2 separate regions of the Rattus norvegicus genome follow, and region 2 is linked to region 1. Evidence: chromatin contacts called from public Hi-C data. All regions are on one chromosome and are shown on one strand. Each heading gives the region's core, a stretch centred on a gene start, on an enhancer-like site or on the middle of the called end of the contact. The rest is flanking DNA. Distances are from core to core; before and after follow the strand shown.

Evidence for each region. A called contact is a pair of places that touch in the nucleus more often than the background predicts.
Region 2: a Hi-C map of psoas muscle shows a contact between it and region 1, with 2.2 times the contacts expected there. The contact joins two enhancer-like sites. A contact is called at or near these places in 1 of 12 Hi-C or Micro-C datasets (psoas muscle) and 1 of 1 datasets of contacts at active chromatin or transcription factors (oligodendrocytes).

The regions. Positions count from the first base shown.
Region 1 is chr2:32,220,098-32,223,491 of GRCr8, forward strand. No RefSeq gene overlaps it. Among named protein-coding and RNA genes, the nearest start is that of Zfp366, 91 kb to the right of the region's middle. Within about 2 kb of position 1,819, at least 2 of the 93 cell types and tissues checked have an H3K27ac peak or open chromatin away from gene starts, as enhancers often do.
Region 2 is chr2:32,296,752-32,300,314 of GRCr8, forward strand. No RefSeq gene overlaps it. Among named protein-coding and RNA genes, the nearest start is that of Zfp366, 14 kb to the right of the region's middle. Within about 2 kb of position 1,805, at least 54 of the 93 cell types and tissues checked have an H3K27ac peak or open chromatin away from gene starts, as enhancers often do.

The DNA of each region.
Region 1 (3,394 bases), core at 569-3,068:
TAAGCACCCCAACAGAAGCGGTGTCCCAATTTCCTAGCCTTCAAAACCGTGAACTGACTCAACCTTTCTTTATAAGTTACTAGGTCTCTGGTGCTCAGTCATAGCAATAGAAAACAGACTAAGGCAGGAGCTAAGGGAGAGTATCCTGCCTTTGATATGTTTAATATGTCCACTCTTGCAAACCAGGAACAAGAGGCAGGAGTGAGTCTTTTCCAGAGGCCCTCTGCCTACCTCACTCCCATCGGTTTCCTTGTTGGGCTGTTCAAGGTAGGAAAAATCAGGCATTCCCTTGGTTTTCCTGATGGCATGGCTCAGTATATTTACTCTATATAAAATCCTCCTTGCTCTGTGAACCCAGCCCACAGACTCCCCATGCCAACAGACTTCGGGGAAGACAGAAAAATTTGAATAACTGGCCTCACTTTCACAGTTATTCCTCTGTTGCTTATTGTTGTGAGGTGCATATATGTTTGCACAAATGTAGTGATATAGATAAACATGGTCACAAGAAGAAAGGATTGTGTGTGTGTGTGTGTGTGTGTGTGTGTATAATTTTCACTTTCTCATTTTTGGAAACTTACCTTCATTCACTTGAGGCAGACAGGCAGAATTACTGTTAGACAGAGAAACAGAAAATTCTCTTCCCCCATCCCCTTTGTTTCCTGGAGCCTGAACCCAGGGACTTGTGCACCCCAAACAGGGACTCTATCGCTCTGTTAAGTCCTCAGCACCAGCATGTACTTTTCTTGGGATAATAACACACGTACTTTGCTCTTCTAACATTTCTGATGAGTGACTCTTGGGAAACCTACTTGGATTCTGAAGGTTCGCTCTGTCAGTGCTAATGATGAGCATTACATTAGAGAGGAAACAGCTGTGATATAAGACGGGCGAATGGACGTGGACTTAGGTGGAATTCTTAGCCTTTCGTACTCACTTGCTGGATCAGCTCCTGCCAGGTGTTCAGCCACTGCCTGCCCCTTTCCCTGCATCTGATGGGAGACGAAGGCTGCTTCCGAGGCTTACACTAGCAGAGCAAGCAGATATCAGGAAAGGAAGTAGCCACAAGTTGCCTAAGCCTTGCTTCTATTACTTTTGACCTCTTTTGCATAATACTCTGCCAGGTGACTCTAAAAATATCAAGCCTTAGCCAATGTTCCAGAAGCTTGTGACTGTAATCCAACTCCTGGATCAAGCAGAGAAAGGGAAAATATTCCTTTCGCTATACCGTTTCCCTATCGTTGACACAGTGGATGAGCAAGGCCAAGGTGGGGGAGAGAAACTCCTACACGATAAGATTTAAGTTCTCTACACAAAATATTGAAAAGATGTGCTCATATGTCTTACACTTTTTTTTTTAAAGTTGGAAACTATTAGCGTCTGTCTGTGTATGCTTCTTGTAAAGTGCTTGCCCAAATCTCTTGTCACTCTTTAACTAGATAATAACATAATTATCACATTTTATTATGTTTTTTTATTACCGATGAGTAATAGTTACTTTTATGTTTTGTGTATGATTTTTTGTGTATATAATGTATGTGTGTCTGCTTATACACACACACACACACACACACACACACACACACACACACACCCCTTTAGCCTCCTCCCTTTTCTCTCTCTCTCCCTCCTTCCCTAATTAGTCCTCCTAACCCCCACGGCTTCCTTTTGGAAACTGACCCATTATTTAATCTGATTTTGAACACTTTTTTTGTCATTGTTTTTTCAAATATTTTTCTGACCCAGCAACATCTCTCAGTCCGGGGCAGATCCATTTCTGCAGCTGTTCACACTCTTCCTGGGCCTTTCGCCTGTGGAACCTGACCCGACTCTGCGCGGCCATTAATAACTCTTTAGGACTTTCTTTCACTTAGCCACACTTTCCTGCTTCAACTGCTTCTCTGTAGACCCATAGGAAAGTCTGATTTGTCTAAGGATCAGGGTTTTGGTTGTTTGTTTGCTTGTTTTACCTTCTTCTCTCGTCTATTCTTTTTTAAAACTTGGCTTTTCTTTCTACTACTACTACTACAGGAATCGGTCTTCTGTCTCCACCTAAACTAGAAAAAGAACTCATACAAATCTGCACCTTTACCTGAAGAGGTTTAGTTTATTGTAGGAGGGAGCAACTACAATGGTATGTGTCAAACAGCCACCATGCTGATGTTCCACCTCACATGACTCCAGCTTGTGTCAAGTGAGCTAAAAACTAGATAGGACAGATACTAAGATATGAAGCAGTCCATGAGAGATAAGGTTACACACACACGCACACACACACATACACACACACACACTCAGTGAGGTGCTCTTAGGGTTGCTATTGTTGTCCTGAAACACTGTAACCACACTCCTAGCCATAGTCTATCACTAAGGGAGTCAGGACAGGAACCGAAGCCAGGAACCTGGAGACAGGTGCTGAAGTAGAGGCCACGTTTATTGGTCTGCTCCTTCTGGCTTGCTCAGCTTGCTTTCTTTCTTTTTTTTTTTTTTTTTTTTTTTCGGAGCTGGGGACCGAACTCAGGGCCTTGCGCTTGCTAGGCAAGTGCTCTACCACTGAGCTAAATCCCCAACGCTCAGCTTGCTTTCTTATAGAACCCAGGACCACCAGACCAAGAGTGGTATTAAGGACAGTGAGCAGAACCTTCCCACATCAATCACCAGTTTTAAAAATGCCCTGCAGGCTTGTCTACAGCCTGGTCTTATGGAGACATTCTATCAATTGAGGTTTTCTCTCTCAGATGACTCCAGCTTGTGTCAAGTGAGCTAAAAACTAGATAGGACAGATACTAAGATATGAAGCAGTCCATGAGAGATAAGGTTACACACACACGCACACACACACATACACACACACACACACACACACACACACACACACACACCCTGATGGTACTGAAGATGCAGTTTGCATGACTAGTATAAGGAAAATGTAGAAATGATTGTGATTTAGGCCTGAGATGGTAGTAGTGTGTTCTGATGAGGAAATGCCGTATGAGGTAAAGAGTAAATGGTGTCTGTTGAGATGGATAGTTAGAAATGATGTTATAGGCACAGCTCCCATTCAGCGTGGTAGAGACAGCCTTGGGCCACTGTCATTTCCTTGGACCACACGGTTACCTAAGGGTAATGTGTTTTTCCTCAGTACCTGTGGGAGATTGAGTCTAGCGCTCTGCATAGATGACCCCTGAGGATCCTCAGCTCCCCCGTGTGAAGTGGGGCAGTGCTGGTAGATAACCAGTGCATGTTCTCCCGATACTGTGAAAGACTTCTAGAATGTTTATAATCTCCAATACAGTGTAGTATGTAGGATACAAATAATATTATACTGGGAATTAGTAGGGAATGATAGCAAGAAAAAAATCAGATGCGTTCAGTATACATCTGATTTTTTTTT
Region 2 (3,563 bases), core at 555-3,054, 77 kb after region 1:
AAGCAGAACACGTTTCATGAACAAGACAAGGGTATTGGAAATTCGAAGTTTAAATGGGCATGGGGTGAAGACTGGGAGAGACGGGGAGCTGGAGGGGACAAGCAAATCAAAACTAAGATATATGGAAACTTACTTGATAACCTAATTAAAAATACATTAGAAGGAGAAGAAGACAATAGTGAAGAGAAAGAAGAGGGGGTGACTTTGAAGGAAGGTACCCCGCATACGTGGACAATGCTGTTCTTAGAAGTGGTGTGTTACTACATGGAAATCTCAATGCTCCACATGGGACCTCCCAGAGACCTCCAGAACAACACAGCCCGATGGCATCATTCTCCATTGTCCACTAGGACTAGGTGACAATTCTCCACTGCTGAAGGTATGACACATTTTGGTTGCCAGATGCTGGCTTTCACAGTGCCGGAAGGCGCTATGCAGGCTGTTGGAGGAGAAACAGCACTAGAGATTGTTTCCAGATGTGAACGTTGAAGACTACAATATATCAATCTGTCGGGCAAGGGATACCCACAGTGCAGTGGCGGAATGACCCTTGTGCGGTAACCAACTCCTGATTGGCTCTGAGCCTGCTTCACAGGAGGGATTTGTGCCTGGTCCTGCAAACCTTTCCAAGAGTCCGGCGGAGAAGGGATAGGCCCTAGATAGTAATACGCTACTGTTGCTTTGCTGAAATACAATGTATACAATTTCCTTCTAAATATTTATGTTTATACCCATGTCAGTGCTGCTGCCAGTCTCGGCCTGTGAAGCTTCCGTTTGCACCGGAAGTAGTTCACGCAGACTCATGATTGGTCCAAGGGAAGAGAATAAGTGAGTGCTGAGCACTCAGCCCTTAAGAAGGACATCAGTGCCACCCCCGAAAGGAGGTGGGAAGAATGTGCGAGCCTGGAGATGAGAAGCAGTGGCTATCCTGTGGACCTGACATGGCTGTGAGACCCATGCGTACACAGCACGTGCGACTGTCTACACCGGAATTGCATTAATGGGAACCATTAGCATTCTGTTATGAATGGGAGAGGGGCTTATAAAACTCTCTCCTACCTGAAGGGCTACAGGCTAATGAGTGAATAGAGGTAGAGTCACATTCCTTAGTGGTGTAAGTTTTCTTTGTTCAAATAAACAACCCCTGACCCATGCAACCGTAATTAAACACAGTGGGCAGCAAAAAAAAAAAAAAAAAAAAAAAAAAAAAAAAAAAAAAAGGACACGGAAGTGAGAGGAGGCCCTGTTGGGAAGAAGGGGTTCAGTGGGAGGGGAAACCAGTGGTGAATATAATCGAAATAGCTATATACATTTCAAACTGTGAGAGAATAATGTTTTAAAGAAATTAATGTCTACTTAATAATGTGCATAGATATGCATAAAAGAAGGGATTTGGCTCATCATGATGGTAAGGCATGGTCACAGATGTGTGAGGCAGCTGGCCACACTGCCTCTGCCGTAGGAAGCAGTTGAGTGTGGGCACTTTGCTTGTTTTCTCTGTTCTTTTATTCAGTCTGAGATCCTAGCCCATAGGACAGCGCTACCCATATTCAAGGTTGGTTTTCCTAGCTCTGTTTGTGCTCTGACAGTGTCCTGGCAACATGCTCAAACACGCTCTAAAAGGCTTGTTTTCTCCCAGGCCACTTTAAAACCACATAAACTGACAATGAACGGAGAGGCAAGATTGTTTCTACTTATGATTACAAGTATAGTCATGACTGCAGCTTGTGGGCAGGACAAGACACAGTCGCTCCAGAATAATCCACTGCCAGAGAAGAGGCCTGCCAAGTGACTTGGGCACACTCCCAACCCTGGGTGTTTCTGGGAGAAGTTCTGACGTGGCTGAAATGTGAGCACAGCCCAGCTTCCCAGGCATGCAAGGCTGACTAGGCAAACTGCACCCTGCTCATTCACTGCTAACCCTGGATGCAGCAGTGTCCAGGGCAACTGCTATGCCATTTGGGCCTGCGGAGAACCGTCTAGATGGGCAACCACTAGCCACACACAGCTTTTAAGTGCCTGATAGCTGGCTAGTCTGAATCGAGATGTGTGTTAAAGGTAATGATGTTGAAGTGTTAAGGCAAAAATGGTTGTAAAGCTTCTCTTCAAGATTTGTGCTGATTGATGTCTAAATGGTGATATTTTAACATACGCTGTATTGAATAAAATATTTAATTGAAATTAATATCTTTCTAATGTGGTCACTTAAAACACTTGAACGCATATGTATCATTCAGGTTTGTTGGTATCCATCGTCACTGGACTAGGTGACCCTCTCTCTCACTGTAGGTCACTTGGAAGCAGGTAACATCAGGTAGCAGGTTTCCAGTCCATAAGACGTAATCTCCACTCAGAGTAGTATAAAGAATAAAGATGTGAGGTGTCCAAGATTTGAAGTGCAGGTTATCGCCATGGCATCTCGGTGTGTCCTCATACATTCTTGTCATGTTCCCACTCTGTTCTCATCCAGCACAACTCAAAGTCAGTGGACTGGACCGTTTTAAGGGTCACATCCAGATGTGGTCCATGTCCAGGGGAAATAAAACCACGCGAAGATCGCCTTTCTTCACCTCTCTCAGAAGGGATGGTGTCTTTGCAATGTTTCTCCCCGCCCCCTCTCCCAAACTCCATCCCGTGTGCTTTCTCTGAAGTTAAAATAATTCCATCTTCTCTCAGCAGAGGGCGCCCTTTCCTTCTGGGAACATAACCAACTCCTGCTCGCAGGAGACCAAGACCTTCTAAAAGAGGTCATTAAGAACAGTTTCGAAATGGGAAAGAATGGGCTGAGGCCCACTCACTATCCAACCTAATGACATCATTTCCTGGGTGGGTACTGCTCAGAATCCCATATTCTATTGATGCTTAGCTGAGGACTGGAATTTACACCACCTACCATTAACCCAAGGGACACCCTCGTGGTTACCCACAGCCCCCAACTGTGCATTTACTAAGGAAGAGGAGTACTCGTAGCCCACTTACATCTAATATAATTACTTGTGTCTTGGAGGTTGAGTTCGTCATATTATTTGGGGATTCCGAATGTGCTTCCTCATCTACCATCCCCCCTCCCTGCCTCTCTTCTTGACTCATTCTGGATTGGCTAAATTTTTAAAGTATTATTTTTTCTCTTCTATTTATTTAATTTTTTTTTAGAAATTTTATTATTTTAGAATTATCTGGTTTTGGTAGCTAGTCTAAAATTATAGTTTCTAATACTTTATCTTAACCTTGCATCAACTTACCCAAATGTTAAGCAGATATCAATCTTTTTTTTTTTTTTTTTGGTTCTTTTTTTTTTTTTCTTTTTTTCGGAGCTGGGGACCGAACCCAGGGCCTTGCACTTCCTAGGCAAGCGCTCTACCACTGAGCTAAATCCCCAACCCCCAGATATCAATCTTAACACTGTTCTGTGAGGTTTAGTAATATTGAAACTTTAAACACCGTTCACTTATATCTCAACTAATTTGCTATTTGTCAACGTACATGCATTTTTTAAAAAGTTGTACAAGATCCTTTCATTTTGTTTTTCTTTTATTTCTTTTCGCATCTTGGGCCCTGTACTT